Regions from separate parts of the Sus scrofa genome. Here region 2 is linked to region 1. The links are chromatin contacts, called in public HiChIP or PLAC-seq maps. All regions are on one chromosome and are shown on one strand. Each heading gives the region's core, a stretch centred on a gene start, on an enhancer-like site or on the middle of the called end of the contact. The rest is flanking DNA. Distances are from core to core; before and after follow the strand shown. Region 1 has its middle 140 kb from the start of RBMS1. Region 2 has its middle 230 kb from the start of RBMS1.

Region 1 (3,578 bases), core at 739-3,238:
TCAATTCTTGTTAATTATATTTCATTCATATTGTGTATTTCAAGTTTGAAATACATACATTTTTTGACTCATACACCTTTTTTTTTGACTCATACAGCTTTGCTCCTAGATGCTATTGATTAATTTTTATAGCAATCAAACTTTTCAAAAATGTAAAACATGCTTTCTTCATCGTGTACAGCAAACTATCTTTCTCATTTTACATTGCTGAACAAATTGAAAATATCTTGCAACTACTTGGATTATTAATTTCAAAATAGAAAATATTTTATTAGTATTTCTACAGGGAATTTATAACTGTAATTTTACAAGCTACACACCCAACAGATGGACTACTTTTTTTTTTTTTTAATATGTAGAAGCAGAGAATGATGTTGGGGGAAAAAGAGAAAAGTCACAGTAAAGGAAAAAATTGGTAAATTGTTTCACTAGAAAATACTCATCTAAAAAAAATGACAATGAACTGGTTAGAACTTAAAATTGTTCCCAGTGCCTTTCATTTGTTACAATGGACGGGAAGGTCACTCCCATCAAAGCCATCTTCCTGATGACAACTCAGAATGAGAATGTTTTGAACTACTAAGTTGTCGTTGACTTTTGCCTTCTGCCTTAATATTTGGGTACCACACACAGAAAAAAAATACAAAAGAATTTCTACTCAACATTCTCCCAAGTCAAGGCTATCTTTCCAGTGGGAATTATTTCAAATTTTGTCAAGCAATGTTTTAAATTATAATACTTTTTATTATTTATAATACCATGACCCACATGGTTCACGTCCCAGAGCAGTGTTGTGGCTAAAAATACACAATCCTTGCAATTCAATTTAGTTTCAATTTTAAAATAAATCAAGTTCTTTTCTTATATATCCTGAACTTTGATGAGGATACTACAGTCCCAGCAATTCTTAAAACTTTCTTTTTTTTCTCCCTTCCTATCTGTTACCATCACATAGATGACCTATTATCCCTAGATCCTTCCCCTCAAATCCTCTGAAAAAAATAATTCCTTCTCTACCTCCAGCCTATATGACTTGTTTAAAAGCTATTTTTGATTTATCTTCCCTCTGCTAGTCCTTCATTATATAAATTGACATTATGCATAAAACTGACACTAAATTGTCCCACATCTTCCCACTGTTCCCACCTCTCTCTCTCTCTCTGCTTGTTCTCCTAGTCTCTCTCCAAAGCCAAGAGAACTGGTAAGACACTTTTGAGGGGGAAAAAAATGACTGAGCAAAGCTGAAAAAACTCTTTTGCAGACAGGTTGTTAGTACAAGAGAGAAACTAAAAATCTTCAAACACCAGTAATTTTTAGTCTGTTACATTCTAATAGCTACACAATTCACTGCACTTTTAATAAAAATATAAAGCTGCTCAAGATGTCTCTAAACTTAAAATCCCTGCAGCCCTCCCTTCATCCAGACTCCAATTTTTAAATAACATCTGGAGTAAAACCTAATATACTGAAGATCCTCTCCACTACTTTCTGAGTACCTCCTGGAGCTTAAAACCTAGAAGAAAAGACGATCAGTGCAACTGGTTTTGTTTTACGCATTTCTGCCTTGGCAGGCCTCCCTGATCTGGATTGAAATTTTGGCCCTAAGCACCATGAAATTCCCGCCCATGATGCGCGTCCCAAGAAACATCTGGGGTCTTTGCGCAAGAGCCTCTAAATCTTCATTTCCCCGTGCGGCGCACACACACAGGCTGCTGCCCACTATGATTTAATCAGATGCCGTTAGAAAAACAGGCACTTAGAATTCTAACATACTGGAACCAGTCATGGTGTTTTGAAAGTCACAGCAGGACTACACTTCGACCCTAGAACAGCACTCGGTCCAGAGTTTTTTGTCTCTTCTCACAGCTCCTCGCTTTTGTACAAAGTAAACTCTTCTTCCTTCCTTCGGTCAAAAGGACGTAGGTTGAGCCATAGGCATGAAAGCGCAGTGTTCTTTTCTCATGAATCAATGAGTGACTTGGTTCCCTATTAGGTCACCACAGAACACAGACTGTAACAGGAACACATACAAGCTCTAAGAGGGGAGGGGAGGGACGCTGTTCTGGAATATCGTTGCCAGAGTAACATAAACCTGGTGTGTTTTCACAAGGAAATGAGTCACTTGTTTCTGTTGGCTAAAACTCTGTTTTCTTTAATTTCATATTTTAGCTGTCTAATGTATGCTGAAAGAGCCCAGGGTTTCCAGTCTTCAGATGAAGATAACTTGTTAATTAAAAGCTCAACAGAGGGTTTGCATGGTAATTAAACGGAACGGGATAAAAGGAACACTCAAGCAACCAGGAGCTCCTAGCAAAGGCAAGGGTGAGAACACTCAAGCCTTAAAGGTTCTGAGCAAGAGAGAGAGGGAGGGAGACCTGAGGGTGGGGCCAGGGCCGGCTCAGCGCATTGAGATAGTTCAAAAGAATACAACAGCTAGAAAGAAAACATAACTGAATCCAATTTGCTTATATATATATATACACACACACACACACAGAGAGAGAGAGAGAGAGAGAGAATATTCAAAGTCAGGATGTGTTCGTTTTGAATTATTTAAGTATTTATTTTAATGTTTTTCTTTCTTTGGGATGGTTTAGCGTTAGAAAGTATTAGAGCAGGAGTTACAGATGCAAATATCTGCATGGCTCAGGGTGGCTCTGGGTAACAAGGAGGCAGAGGAACGTAATAATCTAGCAAACAAATGTCAGCAAACACAATATGTGAGAGCCAGATTTGACCTGTGGGGCTCTAGATTGGGCCCTCCATTCTAGAGTGCCAAGGAACACATTACTCTTTCCTTGTATTGGAAGACTGGCTTTCTTTTTAAATGTATGTGCTGATAAAAATGTCAATGTCCATTCAAACTTTCTATTACCACAACTGCATATATTAAACATCTACTACTCGCTTTTAGGACTCGTGCAGTGCCTCTTCGGGTTCCCAAAATGTATGGCCGTTTGGTAGTATTCTGGCTTTTTTCTTTTTTTGTCTTTTTAGGGCCGCACCCACCATATGAAATTTCCCAGGTTAGGGGTCAAACTGTAGCCACCAGCCTACACCACAGTCACAGCAATGCTGGATTGGAGCCATGTCTGCAACCTACACCACAGCTCAGGGCAACGCCGGATCGCCTACCCACTGAGTGAGTCCAGGGATCCGACTAGTATCCACGAAGATTCGGTTTGATTCAAGACCAGGGATCGAACCCGCATCCTCGTGGATACTAGTCAGATTCGTCTCCATTGCACCACAACAGGAACTCCCCTCTCCCTGCACCTTTTAAAGCAAGGAGCCAGTACCTCATCTCTGACGCATTGGAGCCTCTTCCCTCTCAACCCTAGAATCCCATCCACAAATGCCCACTTTACTGGAACTGTTGACCCGCTAGGCACCATGTCTAATGGACTTTTTTCAGTCCTTATTCTCCTTGGCCTCCCTGCCATGTGAGTCATCATCAGAGCCACTGCTTGTTAGTCTTGCTCAAATTCATCAGCTTCTCCCTCAACCAAACTGTTATTTTCCTTCTTTATCCTTCTGTCCTTTGATGACTTCCAAACCTAAACTACCCAAGTCTAATC
Region 2 (3,578 bases), core at 784-3,283, 95 kb before region 1:
CTGAGTGAAAGGGAATCCGTTAAAACATATTGGCATATGTAATATTTATTACCTGTGTGATTATGTGTCAGAAGGAGATGATGGCTTTTACAGAAGGGGCATGGTGACAGTGAAGGAGAATGCCCTAATCCTCTTTACAAGTATATTTTTGGTCCATAAAATGCTGTATATATTTTTGCTAATGTAAAGCAACATGAAACATTCCTTGTTTTCAATCATTTCAGAACACTCCTTTTTCCCATTTATCTTGTGTTTTGAAGCTCTTTTTGTGGACAATCTTTATTATTACTTTATTATCTTTGTTAAGTCCTTTGACCTTTTTGCCAGCATGCTCATGCCGGATTAAATGCTTCTTGCTGCCCTTACAAAAAGACATTTCAATTGACAGTATTTTTAATTTGTTAAATTTGGATTGCACTCTAATTTATTTCCTATATATCTTCATCTATCAGTGTAATCACTAACAAGAAGTAAGGAAGTCTAAAAGTATCTTTCTGATTAGTGCTGGAGTTGATTCTGCCTATACAACACATGTTTCTAAATCCTTAACTTTCAATTTAAGATATTTTTCTCTTCAAGTTGCTTTCACTTGGTAGGCTGGTGGTGGTCAGAAGATGAGAGAAAGCCAACTAAAATTTAAAAAAGCAAAGATAACTGAAGAAAGAAAATACAATGTATCTTTTAGTTATCTGGAAAAACAAGATCAAAAACTGAAAACATCATTTGTCTTTTTTGTTTGTTTTAAAAATTTGGTGTAGCACCCAAAGTCTAGCACTATTTTTGATACGACAGTATTACAATGCATGTAGAATGCACTTAGCTCAGAAGCACTTCTAATACAATAGATCCCAAATGCTTTCTTTTAAAATTCAGGCCAGGTTTTCTGAAATGGAAATGCACATGCAACTCATTTGTAGCATTGAACATACATCTTACAGTACATTCTGGCATTAAATTGAAACCTGAACGATGAGAAGTCATTTGTGTGGGCAGGAAGCCAAATCGTTCCTGGAGTTCTACACGCAGGCAATAATTTACAGCGACAGGTAGAAAACATGTTATGTGCTCTTGGTACAATGATGCTGAAGAGCTTGGCAATGACTCATAACTCAGCTATCATTTAAAATGCTCAAAAATATGGGAAAATGAATGGAAATTTGCTCTTGTTTAAATTCAAAGGCAAAGAAGTCTTTGGGATCTGACAAAGTGAATCATGGAACAGAATTCAAAGTGGTAGATAGATAGATAGATAGATAGATAGATAGATAGATAGATAGAGAGAGAGAGAGAGAGAGAGATAGATAGATAGATAGATAGATAGATAACACAATGTTTTGAGCTTCACGTCTTTCTTATCTCTATTACCATGAGAGATCTGAAAGAAGAATTAATGACATCTGTTTTTTCTATTCATTTTCTCATTGATTTAAGATAAATCAAATGACTTTTTACCCTTTTCAGTGTTTATCACTCTGGTTGGCTCCACTAGTTTCCATTATCTCCTCCTTATTTCCCATGGAATGGTCAATTATGAACAGAAGGAGTACAAGCCACGTCCCTTGAAATTAGTTAGACCTATGTTTTCTGAGCCAGCCGGTGGGAGCAAGACAGACAGATTGAATAAAGGAACAACCTCAGCCTATGTCTCTCCCTCTGCCAGAACAGTCAGAATTCCAAAGGCAATCCCCACACCAGGATCACTGTAGATTTATGGTGAATGCCACTTTCCCAGGGCCAAACTACTGGATTTTCCTGTATAAGCTTTAATCATCGATGTTCTTTTTTCTTGAACCCTGCTCAGAAAATCTCTATCCAGGTAATCATTTTTTGAAGAAAAAAGGATTTCATCCCTTGTTCTCATTAACCAACGGGAACTGAGCAAGAGGAGGCACTGGGCACGTCTAGAATGGCTGTGTCAAACAGTGGCTTCAAATCTGACAGCTGTTTCCCATCTAGGCACATTGCTAGGGTGCTGCCACTATTCCCAAGTAACTCCTGCACACGTCAAACAGTCATCCTGCTGTGGTTTGGGTTCCAGTGTGCACTGCAAAGTGAAATCAGGCACATTCCATCTTGTTGACACAACGTGCCTCAGCTGCTGGCGTGGAGAGCTGTTTCTTCCTGAAGCTGGGTTCAGAAATGTCTGAAGTTCAGGGACAGAGGATCTGGTCATTATTTTTTTGGCAGTGCTCACATCAGCTCTCATGCGATGGGAGGAAAATTTAAATCTACAATTCTGAAGAGTCTCAAGCAACAACATTACAAGTTTCAACAGGTGGTACTGTTCAAATATGCACACAAAGTGCATCCTTTGTCATTAAAACCTAACCTGTAATCTCTCTGGAGTAAAACAGGGTATTGTTTTTAAAATCCTGGCGTGGATCAGACACTAGGACAGACAAAGAGGGCTTTTGTCTGGTCAGGTATGGGAGGGTCGTTGAATAAATTTGATAAACAGTGACTTGTGAATAAGTAAAAACATGAACCACAGATGTTACTCAGCTTTCATTGCCGGTTGGGTTTAACTGTCCTCTACAAGGTGTCAGTGAACGTGAAGATGGAAAAGAAAAAATTATTTTCATCATCTGAAGAGCATGAAAATCACAGAACCACATTTCTGCTTCACAGTTCTTCCAGTGCCCAGACTGTTTCTAGGTACAGAGCAAGCTCTTGGATATTCAGTGAGGGAATTAATGAAGCACAGAGTGACTCCTTCGGTACCAGATTCATATCTCTTAGATACTGAGTACTTTAGTAACATGCTTTAATTTTATGAAAATTATGCATGCCCTTAGTTCATTCACAAATGTTTACAGTATACCAGGAAATAATATCCAGTGACCTCCTTGACTTTATCTACCAAAAGAAGTATTTCATATTGTGTCAGAAACTGATCTCAAAAGCCAGAACTCCATTTATTATTGTCTATTTTATGTTGCCAAGTAGGTAAAAAGTGAGATTGATGCCATTTACAACAGTGTTTTCAGTATATTTACTTTAAAATGCTATCGAAACTTTGTTTTTGCACTAACATAATAATATATTCCTCTTCCATTCTTTCTTTCTCTAATTCTATAATTTCAGTTTATGTTTTTCTCACTTTTCTGTTAACAGTCATTTTACTCATATTATTGATACATTTCCAGGAAATATTAAAAAAAAATTGTTGTTACACAGTAAGACAATTAAGGCAGTAGTCACCTCCTACTTTTCAGATTGGTATTCCTTGCTAATTCACTTTGTAAGATCACTCCACCTTCACTTTCCAGAGAACTAAATCAATTAGCTTGATTTGAAACCTACATAGTAACAAAACTCATCAACTGGGAATGTAAGGGGAAGGAAGTGGAGAAAAGGCAAATGCCTCTTTGTAAACTGAGACACATATGTAGCTTTTACTTCCATCTGCCCTCTGCTTCATCTGACACCAAAGAGCCACCAAGAAACCCAAGGACAAAATGTACTATGGAGGAGTTCCTTTGTGGCATAGTGGGTTAAGGATCTGACGTTGTTACTGCTTTACTGCTGTGGCTCAGGTGGCTGCTGTGGCCCTTGGCCCAGGAATTTCACATGATGTT

Evidence for each region. HiChIP or PLAC-seq counts read pairs in DNA pulled down with a chosen protein or histone mark.
Region 2: an H3K27ac HiChIP or PLAC-seq map of skeletal muscle shows a contact between it and region 1, with 3 times the contacts expected there. The contact joins two enhancer-like sites. A contact is called at or near these places in 3 of 47 Hi-C or Micro-C datasets (embryonic fibroblasts and skeletal muscle) and 1 of 2 datasets of contacts at active chromatin or transcription factors (skeletal muscle).

The regions. Positions count from the first base shown.
Region 1 is chr15:67,543,306-67,546,883 of Sscrofa11.1, reverse strand. No RefSeq gene overlaps it. Among named protein-coding and RNA genes, the nearest start is that of RBMS1, 140 kb to the right of the region's middle. Within about 2 kb of position 1,988, at least 43 of the 83 cell types and tissues checked have an H3K27ac peak or open chromatin away from gene starts, as enhancers often do. A contact at or near this core is called in skeletal muscle, where this site is marked.
Region 2 is chr15:67,638,481-67,642,058 of Sscrofa11.1, reverse strand. No RefSeq gene overlaps it. Among named protein-coding and RNA genes, the nearest start is that of RBMS1, 230 kb to the right of the region's middle. Within about 2 kb of position 2,033, at least 14 of the 83 cell types and tissues checked have an H3K27ac peak or open chromatin away from gene starts, as enhancers often do. A contact at or near this core is called in skeletal muscle, where this site is marked.